Regions from separate parts of the Sus scrofa genome. Here region 1 is linked to region 2. Evidence: chromatin contacts called from public Hi-C data. All regions are on one chromosome and are shown on one strand. Each heading gives the region's core, a stretch centred on a gene start, on an enhancer-like site or on the middle of the called end of the contact. The rest is flanking DNA. Distances are from core to core; before and after follow the strand shown.

Region 1 (3,282 bases), core at 781-3,280, 93 kb before region 2:
GAATTCACAATATTTGAGGTGGGGTGGGATCAGAGTTCAGAGGGTTTCCTTCACTTCTACATTACAGAGAACATTCTACATCTTGCCAATGACAGATGTTGTCCTGAATGGTAACCCGCTGCCCTTCAATTCCAAACCCACGGGGCAGGGTTGGGGGTGGGCACTGCATCAGGACTGGGTCAGGAATTTGGGATGAAAAAGAGGACAGAGAGCTATAGTTCAAATCCCACCACGACTGTGTGCCTCAGTTTTCTCATCTTTAAAATGGGATGATGGGAGTTCCCGTTGTGGCTCAGTGGGTTGAGAACACAACTAGTATCTAAAAGGACGCAGGTTTAATCCCTGGCCTCACCCAGTGTGTTAAGGATCCAGCATTGCTGCAAGCTGTGTGTGTAGGTTGAAGATGCAGCTCTGATCCAGCATTGCTGTGGCTGTGGTATAGGCTGGTGGCTATAGCTCTGATTTGACCCCTAGCCTGGAACTTCCATATTTTGAGAGCAGGACCCTAAAAAGACAAAAAATAAATATAAAAATCAAATGGGATAGGGAGTTCCTGTTGTGGCTCAGTGGTTAATGAACCCAACTAGTAACCATGAGATTGCGGGTTTGATCCCTGGCCTTGCTTAGTGGGTTAAGGATCTGGCATTGCCGTGAGCTGTGGTGTAGGTCACAGACATGGCTCAGATCTGGTGTTGCTGTGGCTGTGGCATAGGCCGGCAGCTACAGCTCCGATTAGACCCCTAGCCTGGGAACTTCCATATGCCGCAGGTGCGGCCCTCAAAAGACAAAAGACAGAAGAAAAAAGATCAAATGGGGTGATGAAGAAAAGGCAAAACTTTGGGAACAGTAAATAGATCAGTGGTGGCCAGTGATTAAGGGGGCGGGGGGTGGGGTGGGGAGATGAATAGAGCTTCTCATTTTTTTAAGTTGCCAGGCCAGGAATCAAACCCAAGCCACGGCAGTGACCACATTGAATCCTTAACCACTAGACCACCATGGAACTCTACAAAGGCTTTTCTGTTTGTTTGTTTTTGCTTTTTTGCTTTTTAGAGCTGTACCTGTGGCATGTGGAGGTTCCCAGGCTAGGGGTCAATTCCAAGCTACAGCTGCTGTCCTGCACCACAGCCACAGCCACATGGGATTCGAGCCGAGTCTGCCAATTACAGCACAGCTCACGGCAACACCAGATCCTTAACCCAGTGAGCGAGGCCAGGGATAGAACCTGTATCCTCATGAATCCTAGTTGGATTCATTAACTGCCGAGCCACAAAGGGAACTCCTCTGAAGCCTTTTTAGAGCAGTGCAGCTATTCTGCAGGACACCATAATGGTGGGTACACGTCCTTATACATTTGTCCAAACCCACAGCATGTACAATATAGAGAGTGAACCCTAATGTAAACCAGGAACTTGGGGTGGTAATGATGTGTCTGCGTAAGTTCCTTAGTGGTAACAGACATGCCACTTTGGTGGGGGATGTTAACAGTGACAGTGGGGGAGGCTATGCCTGTGAGGAGGTGGGGGGGGATAAGGAACTTCTCTCTACTTTCTGCTCAATTTTGCGGTGAACCTAAAACTGGTCTAAAAAATAGTCTATTTTAAAAAATGGGATGATGATGATTAATAATACCCACCTCCCAGGGCTGTGAGGATTCACGAAGCTGCACCCGGCACGGGTCTGTCTGTGTCGCTGCGCGTTAGCCATTACTGTCAGTGGCCCTGTAATTAGTGGAGGCTGGTCCAAGCCTCTTCCTTTTCTTTTTCTCCTACTTGGGAGCTCCCCAAGAAAAGGGCCCGGTTTCCTTCCTCTTCCACTGTTCTCTCACTCAGGGACCCTCCCCTAGGAGGGCTCAGCTTTCCCCTTGGCCCCTCAGACCCCCAGGGAGTCTCGGCCAGTGTTTCCCAAATCTCCCGCCCGTTACCCTCTGCTGACCTGGCGGAGACCTCACGTTGCTCCAGAAGTGGGAGGTGGAGGGGAGAGGCGGAAGTTGCTTGTGGGTGTTATCTGTGTGTCCCTCGGGACATCACCTTTGTCTAGGAGCCGAGGTCCCCCTAACAGACAGACAGCCGGATATGTCTGCAGCCTCAATATTACCCCCACCCCCAGGTCCCTGAGGGGATGGCAAACTGCTGAGCCAGCCAAGGCAAGATGGGGGGGCCACTTCCTCCCTCAGGTCCTCACAGAGGGCTAAGATTTCCGCTCCGATAGCTCGCGGCGAGGAGAAGACCCAGTTTTTTTTAGTGTTTTGTCCTCTGCGGGTTGAACACCTGGCTTCTAAAGGTTGTACAGTCGCACTTCATTTGGGCAGAGGATTCAGTGAGGTTTGGCTCAGGTCTGAGTGGACCCCAGGATCTGGCCCGGAGCTGAGTGGACAGAAATCTGGCTCAGGAAAAGGAGTGAAGTCACTCTTTGGCTTTTCTTATCTTCCCACCGAAGAACTGTCTCATTTCTTCTGTCTCCTCCTTCAGACTATCAGTTTTAGATGGCAGAAACCAATGAGGCATCACCAGAGCTAGTACAGAACATTATACATGGCATTATATGAATGTGTATGCTGCGTGCATATATGTAGCATTAATATAATAATTCTTTTTTTTGGGGGGCAGAGGGTTCCTAGGCCAGGGATCAGATTCAAGCCACAGTTGTGACCTACCCCGAAGCTGCAGCAATGCTGGATCCTTTATTTAACCCACAGGACAGGGCTGGGAATCGAATCTGCATCCTGGTGCTGCAGGAACGCCACCAATTGCATTGTGCCATGAGGGAAATTCAGTGCTGTATCCTTAATACAATGAGCCATCAGAGAATTCTATAATAATTATTTTTCATTTAATTTTTATTTTATAATATAGTTGATTTACAATGTTAGTTTCAGGTGTACAGCAAAGTGACTCAGTTATACATATACATATATCCATTCTTTCTCTTTTCCTTCTTTTTCTTTTTTTTAATTGAAATTTCTTTTTTTTTTTTTTTTGCTTTTTAGGGCCGTACCTTAGGCATATGGAAGTTCCCAGCTTAGGGGTTGAATCAGAGCTACAGCTGCCGGCCTACACCACAGCCACAGCAACATCAGATCTGAACTGCATCTGTGACTTACACCAGAGCTCACAGCAATGCTGGATCCTTAACCCACTGAGTGAGGCCAGGTATGGAACCCACAACCTCATGGTTCCTAGTCGGATTCATTTCTACTCGCCCCAATGGGAATTCCTATCCGTTCTTTTTCAAATTCTTTTCCCGCATAGGTTACCATAGAATATCAAGTGGAATTCCCTGTGC
Region 2 (3,230 bases), core at 304-2,803:
GTAGGCCAGCAGCTGTAGCTCCGATGAGACCCCCTAGCCTAGGAACCTCCATATGCTGCAGGTGCAGCTCTAAAAGGAAAAAAAGGAAAGGAGGGAGAATGGTTGAAGGGGCCACTTGACTGCTTGATCATTTTGAATCAGGAAAGCTCTTCCATCGCTTCTCGGCCTTTTGGCTAAGATCAAGTGTAGGAAAGCTCTTCCCAAACAAGGAAGACTAGCTTTGGTTTCTTCAGCTGTAAAATGGAAATAATTTTCTCTCCACAGTTCTCGCAGAATTCAATAACTGAGCTTTATTGCTATTAATAACTTTTTTTTGTCTTTTTAGGGTCGCATCCACCACCATGCAACATACGGAGATTTTAGGGCCTAACCCACACCCGTGGCAAATGGAGTTTCCCAGGCTAGGGACTGAATCATGGCTGTAGCTGCTGGCCTACGCCACAGCCACAGTAACACAGGATCTGAGCCTCGTCTGTGACCTACACCACAGCTCAGAGCAACGCTGCATCCTTAACCCACTGATCAAGGCCAGGGATCAAACCTGCATCCTCATGGATTCTAGTCAGATTCATTTCCACTGAGCCATGATGGGAACTCCTGTTATTAATAACTTTAAATTTTTTAAAAGGTAAATGAATTAGAAAACTATATATAGAACTACCATATGACCCAGCAATCCAACTCTTGGGCACATATCCAGAGAAAACTGTCCTTGAAAAAGATACATGCGCCCATATGTTCATTGCAGCACTATTTGCAATAGCCAAGACTTGGAAACAACCTAGATGTCCATCGACAGATATGGATTAAGAAGATGTGGTATATATACACAATGGAATACTACTCGGCCATAAAAAAGAACAAAATAATGCCATTTGCAGCAACATGGATGGAACTAGAGACTCTCATACCAAGTGAAATAAGTCAGAAAGAGAAAGACACATACTCTACAATATCCCTTGTATCTGGAATCTAATATATGGCACAAATGAAAGTTTCCACAGAAAAGAAAATCATGGACATGGAGAACAGACTGGGGTTACCAAGGGGGAGGGGGAGGGAGTGGAATGTACTGGGAACTTGGAGTTAATAGATGCAATCTATTGCCTTTGGAATGGATAAGCAATGAGATTCTGCTGTACAGCACTGGGAACTATATCTAGTCACTTATGATGGAGCATGATAATGTGAGAAAAAAGAATGTATACATGTATGTGTGACTGGGTCACCTCGTTGTACAGTAGAAAATTGACATAACACTATAAACCAGCTATAATGGAAAAAATAAAAATCATTAATTAAAAAAAGAAGATAAATGAGTTCTTGCTGTGGTGTTGCTGGTTAAGGACCTGGACTTGCTACAGCTGTGACATTGGTCACAGCAGCGGCTGGGATTTGATACCTGACCGGGGAAACTTCCATACGCCACCCGCGGGGCCAAAAAAAAATGGTTAGAACTGCGCCTCTACTCAACTACCTAGTACCAGAGCCCAGCCTCTAATAAGCCAGCGCCTCTACCTCTGTCCACAGGGCGGCACTGTGGGCGCAGCGGCCGGGCTGCTCTAGGCGGCAGAACCGGAAGTCTCGTTCTCCCCACCTTCCGGTCTTTGGCCCAGGCTTGGGCTGCGTGGGGAAGGTTTTAGCTATGCCTACCGGAGACTTTGAGTGAGTATGAGGTCGTGGAGGGGGGCTTGGGAGGCAGATTGGGGGTCCTAGGGCGTATTATGGGGCTCGGGTGCCCCGAGGCCGTGGGATCCGGGCCTCGTCTCACCCAGCCTTCCCCCGCGGCAAACTTGTCCCCGCAGTTCGAAGCCCAGTTGGGCCGACCAGGTGGAGGAGGAGGGAGAGGACGGTGAGTTTGCCCTGTTGCCCAGGATCACCGCAGCCAGCCCCCAGCCCGTCACTGCCGCCTGCTCCAACCCCACCACCCCGACCCTGGCGCCGTTGTCTGACCCAGAATCTCCCTTCACGGCCAGCCCCTGCCCCGCGCCATCCTCATCAGGCCAGCCTGTATCTCCCATTACAGTTGTTCACCGGCCAGTCCCTCTTCCTCCCATGCCACCGTCAAAGTCCTTGGTACCAGCCTAGCTGCTCCCCTGCTCCGGGGAGGAAGTTGTCACAGCCTCTCTCCTGTCTTTGTACTAGCACGGGGATGCCTTTGGCCCGCCCCTGCCTTCATGCCTGGGATCCTCTATGCCGGGCATTGCTGGAAGTCACTACAGTCAGCTCCATGTCCCTGCACGACTCTCCCAGGACACTTCCTGGCTAGTCCCCTACCCTTGGTCCCACCTTTCTTAGCTCCCGGGAGGGGCATCATCCCAAAGGTCCCTCCATTTCAGCTTGGGAGCTCCCCCACCCCCCAGCTGACCCCAGCTCCCCACACTCCCTCTCACAGACAAATGTGTCACCAGCGAGCTCCTCAAGGGAATCCCTCTGGCCACCGGGGATACCAGCCCGGAGCCTGAACTACTACCGGGAGGTGAGTGACAACCTCCCCGCCATCCCTGGGTTGCCTCTTCCCCTGCAGAGTTCCTGCCTGGTCCCCAGTACCCAGGGCTCAGTTCCTCTGTCTCTCCCCCTCTCCCAGCTCCACTGCCACCTCCCAAGGAGGTCATCAATGGAAACATCAAGACAGTGACCGAGTACAAGATAGATGAGGACGGCAAGAAATTCAAGGTGAAGGTTGGGGGAGGAGGTAGATGCCCTTTGCTTGGGGGCTCTTGGACTAGGAGAAAGTGGTGTGTGCTGGGTGGGTTGATGAGGAAGATACCCTGGCCCAGGCCCTCGGAACCTTAAGGAGCAGGAAGCTCAAATTTCTCCCCTCTCCTACCCACAGATTGTCCGCACCTTCAGAATTGAGACTCGGAAGGCCTCAAAGGCTGTGGCAAGGAGGAAGGTAAGACCCTCCTCATCCTGTCTTGGGGCCTCCCCCAGGGCTGACTCAGAGAAAATAAGAATCCTTTTCCCCAGTGCCTGTATTTATTTGGCTATGCCCGGGGCATATGGAAGTTCCCGGTTTACGGGTTGAATCAGAGCTGCAGCTGCCAGCTTACACCACAGCTACAGCGACTCGTGATCGTAGCCACACCTGTGACCTAACCCACAGCTCAGGGCGATGCCGTGTCCTTAACCCACTGCGCAAGGCTGGGAATCGAAGCCATGGATACTGCTGAGCCATAATGGGAACTCCTTAACTGTACCAATTTTGTTGGAGCGGAACTGAGGCCTAA

The links. Hi-C and Micro-C count contacts between places; a contact is called where the count stands out from the background.
Region 1: a Hi-C map of fetal skeletal muscle shows a contact between it and region 2, with 2.9 times the contacts expected there. The contact joins the promoter of MRPL4 here to the promoter of EIF3G in region 2. A contact is called at or near these places in 2 of 5 promoter capture datasets (fetal skeletal muscle and liver), 21 of 47 Hi-C or Micro-C datasets (alveolar macrophages, blood, embryonic fibroblasts and 14 more) and 2 of 2 datasets of contacts at active chromatin or transcription factors (alveolar macrophages and skeletal muscle).

Annotation. Positions count from the first base shown.
Region 1 is chr2:69,062,427-69,065,708 of Sscrofa11.1, reverse strand. MRPL4 (39S ribosomal protein L4, mitochondrial) reads right to left here and starts at 2,030. Exons shown (of 11, transcript XM_005654855.3): 1 at 1,933-2,030.
Region 2 is chr2:68,968,971-68,972,200 of Sscrofa11.1, reverse strand. It overlaps EIF3G (eukaryotic translation initiation factor 3 subunit G), which reads left to right and starts at 1,553. Exons shown (of 11, transcript XM_021083783.1): 1 at 1,553-1,665; 2 at 1,806-1,852; 3 at 2,396-2,479; 4 at 2,588-2,676; 5 at 2,837-2,896. The coding sequence starts at 1,646.